2 separate regions of the Danio rerio genome follow, and region 2 is linked to region 1. The links are chromatin contacts, called in public HiCAR-type maps. All regions are on one chromosome and are shown on one strand. Each heading gives the region's core, a stretch centred on a gene start, on an enhancer-like site or on the middle of the called end of the contact. The rest is flanking DNA. Distances are from core to core; before and after follow the strand shown. Region 1 overlaps rhobtb4 (Rho related BTB domain containing 4). Region 2 overlaps si:dkey-40c11.2.

The links. HiCAR-type assays count read pairs that join an accessible place to other places.
Region 2: a HiCAR-type map of caudal fin shows a contact between it and region 1, with 4 times the contacts expected there. The contact joins two enhancer-like sites. A contact is called at or near these places in 4 of 18 Hi-C or Micro-C datasets (caudal fin, embryo, hematopoietic stem cells and 1 more) and 1 of 4 datasets of contacts at active chromatin or transcription factors (caudal fin).

The regions. Positions count from the first base shown.
Region 1 is chr5:44,340,430-44,345,036 of GRCz12tu, forward strand. It overlaps rhobtb4 (Rho related BTB domain containing 4), which reads left to right. Exons shown (of 11, transcript NM_001099974.2): 11 at 1-4,607. Among named protein-coding and RNA genes, the nearest start is that of si:dkey-40c11.2, 25 kb to the right of the region's middle. Within about 2 kb of position 2,487, at least 3 of the 62 cell types and tissues checked have an H3K27ac peak or open chromatin away from gene starts, as enhancers often do. A contact at or near this core is called in caudal fin, where this site is marked.
Region 2 is chr5:44,418,771-44,423,827 of GRCz12tu, forward strand. The region is part of intron 4 of si:dkey-40c11.2; the gene reads left to right. Among named protein-coding and RNA genes, the nearest start is that of si:dkey-40c11.2, 54 kb to the left of the region's middle. Within about 2 kb of position 3,126, at least 12 of the 62 cell types and tissues checked have an H3K27ac peak or open chromatin away from gene starts, as enhancers often do. A contact at or near this core is called in caudal fin, where this site is marked.

The DNA.
Region 1 (4,607 bases), core at 1,237-3,736:
ACAGAAAGAGCATGTAGTCAGGTCTGTCACTCACTAAAAACTCTAGGACAGCACCAAAGACAGACAACTCATTCAAACACAAACGCCTTACCAAAATCTTTTGAAACAAAAACTTGACAGCAAGTAAACAATGAAATTAGGGCTATTTGTACCACTGCCAGGACAGTATAAACAGTCACAGCTGTTATATGACGTTCTGTTCAATTGAGTTTTTTGATATGACCACTAAAGCAAGCTCCTCGACTTGCTTGCCTTTCACCTCCACCTCTAGGGGGCGCCCATGCCTTCTGAGTATACCCTGCTTTAGAAATGATTAGCTTCCTATTTGTTTGTCAATCCAGATTCAGATCTTCACATCCTTGTGAAATGCACTTGTTTTTGTAGCACTACTGCAATCTTGGCTATCAGTGAACCAAAAAGTAGGTTGTGATGTTCCTTATTCTTTTGCCCCACTCCCCTCTGTTATTCCTGCTCTTCTACCTCTGTAGTTAGCTAAACTGAGGGAGAAGCTAGCGATCTACTTCCTGTAGTGTTTGATAAGCCTCACTTTACTCTTCCCACATGCGGATAAAATCAGTGCTCAGGATTAGAGTCCTTAATGTCATTGCGTCCAGCCACTCACGTATTATCTCCTTAAGGGGTGACCACACTAAACTTTGAGCGTGCAATATTTCTTTGGATGCTGCACTATTCATGTTATGCCATCATGCAATCAGTCTTCTTTTTTAAATGGAGACTTCCAATATTTAAAGTCTGCTTGAAATCAAAATTTGCCATGTTTATTTTGCTAGCGCACTTTGCCATTCTTCAGGTGAACAATTAATATATGCGAGTTAATCCACTGATTTATTTTCCTCCAACGAGTCAAAGCGAATAAAATCGTCCCTTCCTGATTAACTGGCGATAAATATCAACAGTAAAAGCAGAATTTGCTGCGGTAGAAGAAGCTGCGTGAGTCTTTTCTTTGTTTAATAAATGATTTGTGCCTCAGAAGGCAATCTGACATGCAGTAAATGCGTGGTAGCATTTGAAGGTGTGAGACGTGGAGCACAGACGCTCTTTATTCTGGAGGTCAATTAATAATATAATAATAACAGTAATACTGAAATGATCAAGGCATTTTAGAATGACCAAAACAGCATTTCAGATGTTTACAGTGTGCTCAGCCTGCTGGTTTATCTATTCGCATATATTTTTATCACCACAAGATCTCTTATAGCAAAATTACATGACCCTTTTAATGCGCACTCTGGAGTTTGTTCGGTAAAAGTGTTTCCATCGTAGTTTATGTGCATCTTTTCTTATCGAATAAAAAGTTTATCCTAATCAGTTATGCTTTTTATGCGCATTTTTTTAATTTATGCACATCTCCAAAGTATGCATTTAAATAGGTGGATGGAAACGTAGCTACTAAAGAAGGTCCAGAATTTGTCCCATACATGAGCTCATTTGTCCTATTTTGACTGCTATGCCATCATGGTGAACATAACATTTTGAAAAATGCTCTAAGACCAAGCAGAATCCTCTGTTAGCTAATCAGTTTTGACAATGCTAACAATTATTTTTCCAATTATTTTATAAGTCCAACATCCATCTGTGCAAGAAAACATACAATCACATATAAGAGATGTCTTCCTTTGCTACTGTATTGTTTTTAATCAGAGAAAACATTTTACAAGTAACTTTTATTCTGAATCTTGGACCTTATTCTTGAAGAAAAATGACCAATAAAAAGGTGTGAAGCCCCAAAATGGACCATATTAAAATTTATTTGAATACTATTTTGGCTAAAGTAGTCAAAAAGTGTGGTTACCATCGACAAGCTAATTCAGAATAGTGCTTGAAATGTCACAAAAATGCAGCATTTAAATTTCATAATTCAATAGAGGTGTCTAATTGCAAAAAGGTTCACTTTTCAGAAAAAAAGAACCATTTCACCAGGCTGGCTACAGGTCTGCTGTGGTTGTCAGTTTGACACTTTAACAACATTATTTATTACCACACACCTCATACCATTAGTTTGCTAAAAGTGAATGATGCACAAAAAGAAAGTCCCGCTTCCTACTCAATATTCAGTTTTAGTTGAAAGTACATCAACATAGTGAAACAAAGATCTTAGCAACTGCCAGTTCAAACAGACTTTAAGAAATAATAATTAGGCCAATATTGGATATATTAGATGTACTTCACTTTACTACAATGCTACAGATGTTCTTACAATATTGTTTAAAAACCTTCACGTGACCTAAACGCATGAGCTTATGCTTCTCCAGCATTTGCATGCTTATGAATGAAAGTGAATGGACAGAAAAGTGCAGTGTGGTCGCCCCTTTACACAGGTTTACCTGTTTTGACAATCCTAACAAAATATCCTGACTTAAGCTGTAAATCAATATTATCTTACTTTTGTGATTGTTTCAGTTTCAAGCTTTAAGCTTTGTAGAAACAGGTTTTGCGGTTAAACTGACAGTCATGTTCCTCTAGGTTTGTTTCCTTTTTTCAGACGTGCATGTGCTGTGAAGCGTTGATAGCACCCGTTTGCTAAAGTCAGTGTCGACTGCCTTCCATCTAAAAAAACAAACAAAAAAAACATGAGTGCCTATGACCATGTTACACTTTCCCTTCAACATTCAAATATTTCTCGGTGAAGCATGTTTGTTTTGCCTGTTTCGTGCCTTTTAACAAAAGTGTTATTAATAGCTGTTTTGAAGGTGAATGAGAAATCAGAGACATGTTAAGTTTTCCTTGCCACCCTTTTTCTATTTCTGGCTTTCTGGTTTTGCTTCCTCAAGGCTGCACCCTGCTTTTCGCACCAGACGAGCAGAAATCATCAACAGCTATAAAAATAGACATGCAGAACCCATGTGTTGAGACACACACACACAAAAATAAAGAAAATAGCAAGGAAGAGGGAAAACAGTGAAGACTTTTATAGGTTCATCTCATTAGAGCGCTTTTTAGTAACATCACTTGTGCAGTATTTCTAGGGGCAGACAATTACGGTGAATGTTTATAGATGCCACACTATGCCTAAAGGCTTAATAATTAGTAAAATAATGAATGTATGACCTTACTGTGCATACGCAGACTGGCTCTGCGACGAATTATGTACGTAATACCAGCTCTCCTGTCTGCCCCGTAAGGTAAAGATCACACTATAAGAGCAATTTGAGACACTACAAACATCAGCAAGCTTGCTGGGATGGAAAGCGTTGTTGCCGTGGTGATTTTTGGGCTTGTTGGCACTTTTCGTTCTTTGACTTTTTGCTTTTGCACTTTTGTTTTTAGAATTAGTCTGCCTTTTGGTGTGCATGGCATTGACTGTATTGAAATGATGGCTTTTCAAGATATTTTGTAGCATGGAATGGTTTCTTCCATTAATCTAGTGCTTCTTATGACCCTACATGTTTTCTGCATAAACACACACACAAAAGAAAAATCTCTCGTAATTACTATTAGATTTTTTTCATTGGCTCAAGTTCTTTAAACCTTGTGCTTTAATCAAAATGCCTTCAACTTTGACTTTGATGGTTTTCTGTTGTAGTAATGAGGGGGTTTTGTTGATCTTCTATAAACAGTATTAGAAAGATCCATTTGGCCTAAAAGTAATCACCCTAATTCAGATTCTGACATTTAATAAATGATGGCAGAAGGATAAACTTTGGGTGAACTGTCTCTTTAAAAAGAGAGACTGGCTTAGGCAATCTGATGTGGCTAACCACACAAAAGATCCCTGCTAACAGTAAACCCATAGATGTATATGCATAGATGCCTCATTAGCAGCTGTCTATATTGTTGTGAACACTCGAGAGCAAGGTGACTGTTGTGAATTTTTCTGTCTGCAATAGCAGATGATTTTGCTAAACTAATTGAATACAAGACAAAAGCGTTATCTAATGCTGAGTTCAGACTGCATGACTATTTGGGGTAGCGTCCTGTCTGTGCTGTATTAACACTGTAGGATGGATCGGCGACAGGGGGTTTTACACTGCATGACTTTTTAAAATAGAAATAATCTGTGCCAACTTTGTCCAACCTACATCTTACAACCAAACACACTGGTGAAGTGATATAGAAACAATGTGAGGTCACGTAATATATATTTCGTTATTAATTACACAATGGAAAAAGAAGACTTTAGTGAGCAGGAAATGTACTTATTTTGCTCACCTGGCACAACAGAATGCTAGTTTGAAAACTTGAACTGTTGGCATAATGACTTGTGGCATCTATGCATATACAGCTGTAGTGTAAATGCTTTCTAAATATGCACTTTAGCTTAAAATTTGATATAAACAATGTTCATTTTTTTCTTTCAATTTAACAATACAGTCTTGAGCAACGAAAGTATTTATCAGTGCACGTTTACAGCTAAGATGGGTGCATGGGAATGCTCTGAGCACTAACTTCTTTGTATTTATTAAAAAGACAGTAGCTTTCATTACTTAAGAGTTACCATGCACTTTTGTCTTGTAAATGAAAAAAAAAAGAAAAAAAACAATCCAAGCCCTCATTACAAAATCAACAGTCATTTAGTTTAGACTAAATGTTTATCATGTATTTCATAAGCATAGCAAACCACTTGTATGTACAAGAAACGTGAGAGC
Region 2 (5,057 bases), core at 1,876-4,375, 79 kb after region 1:
ACACTGAATGAGTGTTTGCTCGCACCGCTTGATGTAGGAATGTACAAGATTCTCCTCACAAGGCGATGCAGTCATGGAAATAAGCAATCATGTTTCTCCCAGAACTATAGCAGATTTTCCTCTGATGACTCTACTAACTGATAGTTTGAACAGTACTCTTGCACTTCATCCATTATTTTGGGCGTCTTAACATCCCATTCTTCAAAGCTTACACTCTGCTTTTCACTGGTCCACTGCCATGTCCTGCTACATCCACCCGTGACCCACCCACAATTAATCATAATGTATTTTTTTATTACCCAACCTGCCCGCCCCGTGGATTATCGACAGCGCCCGCAGATATAACCGCCATCCGCGCATTACTACTGTCCACCTAATGTTTACGTTTGTAATATGTATGTTATTTGCTAACTAATATAATAACTCTGAATCTGCGTCTCATTTCGGAAGCTGTAACTGTCCACCGTAGGTCACATTTTTGGTTGTGGGCACATACTTTGAGAGCTTTCATGACTAAATGAATCAAATACATTGTTTTCCTTCAAGGCGATCCGGGCTGCTGAAATATAATTGACATAAGTGGCATTGGGGGGTAAAGGAACCAAAACGAAGACAGACATTCAGTAACAGGCATTTTCAAAGCAGAATATCTGACTTTAGCATTGTTTTTCAGCAAGTATGTTGACTTAAATGTTTCTTAAATATCTGTAACCTTATTATGGTATTATTATACTTAAGAAGAGTCAAAAACTTACATGCAGCACCTTTATGGCGCAATAGAAAAAAATGTTTGCAAGCTGATTCTGATTACAAGTGGATGATTCTTAATTCAGATGTATATGGGAACTGACTATTAAGCTTTTCAGATAGGGCTGTACGGCAAAATTCAAAATCAAGATAAAGATATTTAAATAGGCAGGTGTTGTCAAATGAGGGCAAACATACAGATTAAAACACCAGCAGTCTCCTTCAGCTTCTTGTGATCTGATTTACCAAAATGCATCTTAATGTAAAGAGAGATTCAGAGGTCAACAACACACTCATTTTTCTGATATTTAGTCCAGGCCTGGTTTACAAATACACTCAGGGATAGGGAACTGAATCAAATGTAAAATCCAATTCATTTATCACAGGCACATCTTGGCTTCTGAGATGTGCCTACAGCATATCAGTAACAAGATGAGCCACAGTGCAATCGAAATCCCTCCAGTTACCCCTCCCTGCTTTCTCCATTTATCACTCACACTTTTTATTGTCTCTTCATGGCGAGTCTGTGCTAGTAAAAGCTGTCATGTGTACAGAATGATTAGTCGGTGCTTTAGTGCTTAAAAAGAAATGTAGGACTGTTTGCTTTTGCAGAAGAGTCATCAAGGAGGATGTTTGATATGCAGCAGTCATCAGAGAAGACTATTAATACCAATATATCCACCTTTTCATTTTGCATTAATAAAACTAATAGAAATTAATTATTTTAATGTGCAATACATTCAAGGTCTGCATACCAAGGCTGCATTCATCAAAAAAAATAAATAAATAAATAAGTAAAATGGACAACACATCACCACTTCTGCTAAAAGTGAACCCAAGATACCTCAAAGATGAATGCTGACATCTTACACTGATGGCTTTATTTGGAGCCAGAGCCTGTGCAGTAGTAATTGAGAAGTGAATATCTTAATAGTTTAATATATATTAGGCTTCATTTACCTGACAATAATATAACCAAAAATGGGGAAAAAATTATATTGAGTTTTTAAAAAAAAGTGTTTTCAACAAAAGATTTACAAAATGATCAACAAAATGTTTATGCATATCTGCGGAAATGTCAAAAATTCTGTATTGTGCATACCAGGCTGATATTTGGCACTATCACCTTCTTAGTAAACAGTACCTGTTGGGAAATTATGTCATGCAGTCGGCAGCTCTGCATTTGGGTCAACAGTATGTCTAATTTGTCATGACCTGTAAACTGCTTTTTGAATGCAATTTGAAGTTAATCCTCACATACAGTTCAACTGGAAGGTATTGATAGCGCTTCACTTTTTCCACATTTTTTTGTTACAGCCTTATTCCAAAATGGATTCAATTCATTTATTTCTTCAAAATTCTACACACAGTACCACATAATACCACATATTTTTTTTAAACTGTTGCAAATTTATAAAAAATAAAAAAACTGAAAAATCCCATGTACATAAGTATTCACAGCCTTCTCAATTACAACAACATTATGATATGTTAATATTAAAGCTTCCATCTCCTCCTGAACCTTGTGAAAAAGTGTGCCTTGGCATGAAATTAGCCACTAATATTAATTAGCAGCGAATATTAATTTACATTAACTAGGGATATGGTTTCTTTCTAACTACTGAGAGATTTCAGCTGCAGTCTGAGCTTTCCATGCCTTTTTACACTTCCCTTTCTTGATGTGTTTAATGCGTTTTCCCTGTGTTATTTCATTTTATTACACACACCTTATTTTCTAAGCTAATTTGTTTTGCTTTCTTTGCATTGTATGTATGGATTACTAACATTCTAAGAATTTAATATTTAGAAGGTTTAAAATGAACCACGTTTATTTGGAAAAACAAACCTTGTGTAATGTAAAGCAAATTTTCATAATGCAGAACAAAATATTTGTGAGCCCGGATACTTGATCAGTATTGTAGGTCTCGGTTTTCTGCATGATTGACTGATGTGAGATGAGCTTTTATAGTCTGAAGCGCTGGTGTATTCTAACAATGAGCTGCAGGCGTGAGGTGTGTATGGTAGAGCATCTGTCCTCAGTCCTGTTAATACTGCTAAGGCCCTGAAGCTAACTGTATGTCAAGGGGCTCATCTAAAGCAAGTAATAACAGAGAATTAAGTCATTTAACTCCTCCTGAGTGGAAAAAAGGATTGACGCGATAAAGTAGGGAGGAGAAAATTAGCCCGAATTCAACATAATGTTCTATAGATGAAATCAGCAGAGTCACTGTAAAAGCAGTGAGTGAACGAATCGGTCCGGACACGTTGAAGTTGTTTGGTAAAATGTGGAAAGAGAGCTGAATGTAACAGCGTGGTAATCCATTGTAGAGCTGTGGGTTTTGTTGGGTCAGAGCCCAATCTGCACTCATGAGGCCCTGCGGCAATGAGTCTCTGTTTCTGTGTTCTTCTGCTCCCTTCCCTCCCACAAACCAGATTACTCACTCTGAGCGAATACTCTAGATTCACTCACAGTGATTTGATGTGTTTTGTTGAGCAGTGATTAACTATGATATCCTGTCATGGAAATCCTCCGAGGATCTTTATCTCAGTGACCTCAGAGCTGTTAATGAATGCTGGTGACAGAAAAATCCCTTATAAGGAAATATTTAGTATGTGGAGTTGTTAGTTTTAGGCCTATACATTCTTACATCCTGCTTCTGATATAATAATTCTGACACTTAAAGAAACACTGCACTTTTTTTGGAAATAGGCTCATTTTACATGTCACCTAGTGTTAAACAGTTGAGTTAGCTTCAAGAGTTCACACTTAGCTCATGATCTATACATAGCTTGTTTGGTGTGCTGTCCCGGGAGAGAGCCCTGAGCTCAAGAGATCCTCCTGTCCAGGGCTCCCCGCTTTCAAAGAGTGACGGGAAAGTGAGCTCAGGTCAATCTCAAACTCCCCTGCTGCTGAGGCCAGTGTGAACTTCCTCAGAGTAAGACATTAGAAAAAAAGATTTAGGCTTATTTTATCTAAAATATAGAGCATACCAGGGAACCCTTTGGGAAACCCACGCGGACACAGGGAGAACATGCACGCTCCGCACTGAAATACCAGATGGCACAGCAAGGACCCGACGCTTTTGGTATTCTCACTGTGAGGCAACAGTGCTAGTCACTGGGCCACCATGCCGCCCTTTCTGAATAAAGGTGGAAGATGGGGAGGAGGGGGGTTTCTTCCAGACAAAGATAGTTGTAGAAAGGAAATGAGGATATATATAGTGACTTGGGATCCTTTGATTGGAAGATCATGATTAGCTAACGAGGGCCAGCTGGGTCAATCATGAGCACGTGCTCCTCTCCAAATTAGTTTAAAATGAAACTTCACGTAGCATAAATAATCGAATTGGATTAGACCATTAGCATCTCGCTCAAAATAAAAGTTTCAATAATTTTTACTATTTATATCTTGACTATTCTGTAGTTATATCATGTACTTGTGACTGACAGAAAATGAAAAGTTGCTATTTTTAGGTCGATATAGCTATGAACTATACTCTGGTGTAATAATCAAGCAATTTTCTGCTGTATCATGGCATATGCAGCACATGAAAATAGTGCCCAGCTGTAATACATGATCATTTTAAAATATTCACATAAAATGATTTAAAATGTTCCTTTTTTCATATTGTACTTAATTACTGTTGTAGTACTGTAAAAAAAAAACATCCAGTAAGAAACATCCTGATTTTACACAGATTAAAATTAATAGAAAATAATGTTCAAACAAGGTTTAAACAAGGCAAAAAATGTAATTTTACAATTATTTACAAAGAACCCGCAAGAAAAGAAAATATAAAAATAAAAATGTATAAAAATGTATTTGAATTTATGAAAGCTGAATGATATTTTCTAATTTTGAATGTAATTAAATTATCGTTTCAGCGATTTTTTAACAATTGGAATAAGTGTTTAAAATACAACACATATAATATAACACATTTATTCATTCATTCATTCATTTTCTTTTCAGCTTAGTCCCTATTATTCGGGGTCGCCACAGCGGAACAAAATGACCAACTTATCCAGCACATATTTTTCGCAGCAGATGCCCTTCCAGCTGCAACCCATCACTGGGAAACACCCACACACTCATTCACACTCATACACTACAAACAATTTAGCTTACTCAATTCAACTATAGCACATGTCTTTGAACTTGTGAGGCAAACCAGAGCACCCGGAGGAAACCCGCGCGAACATGGGGAGAAAATGTAAACTCCACACAGAAATGCCAACTGACTCAGCCGATGCTTGAACCAGTAACCTTCTTGCTGTCCCACTGCGCCACCGTGACGCCCAATATAACA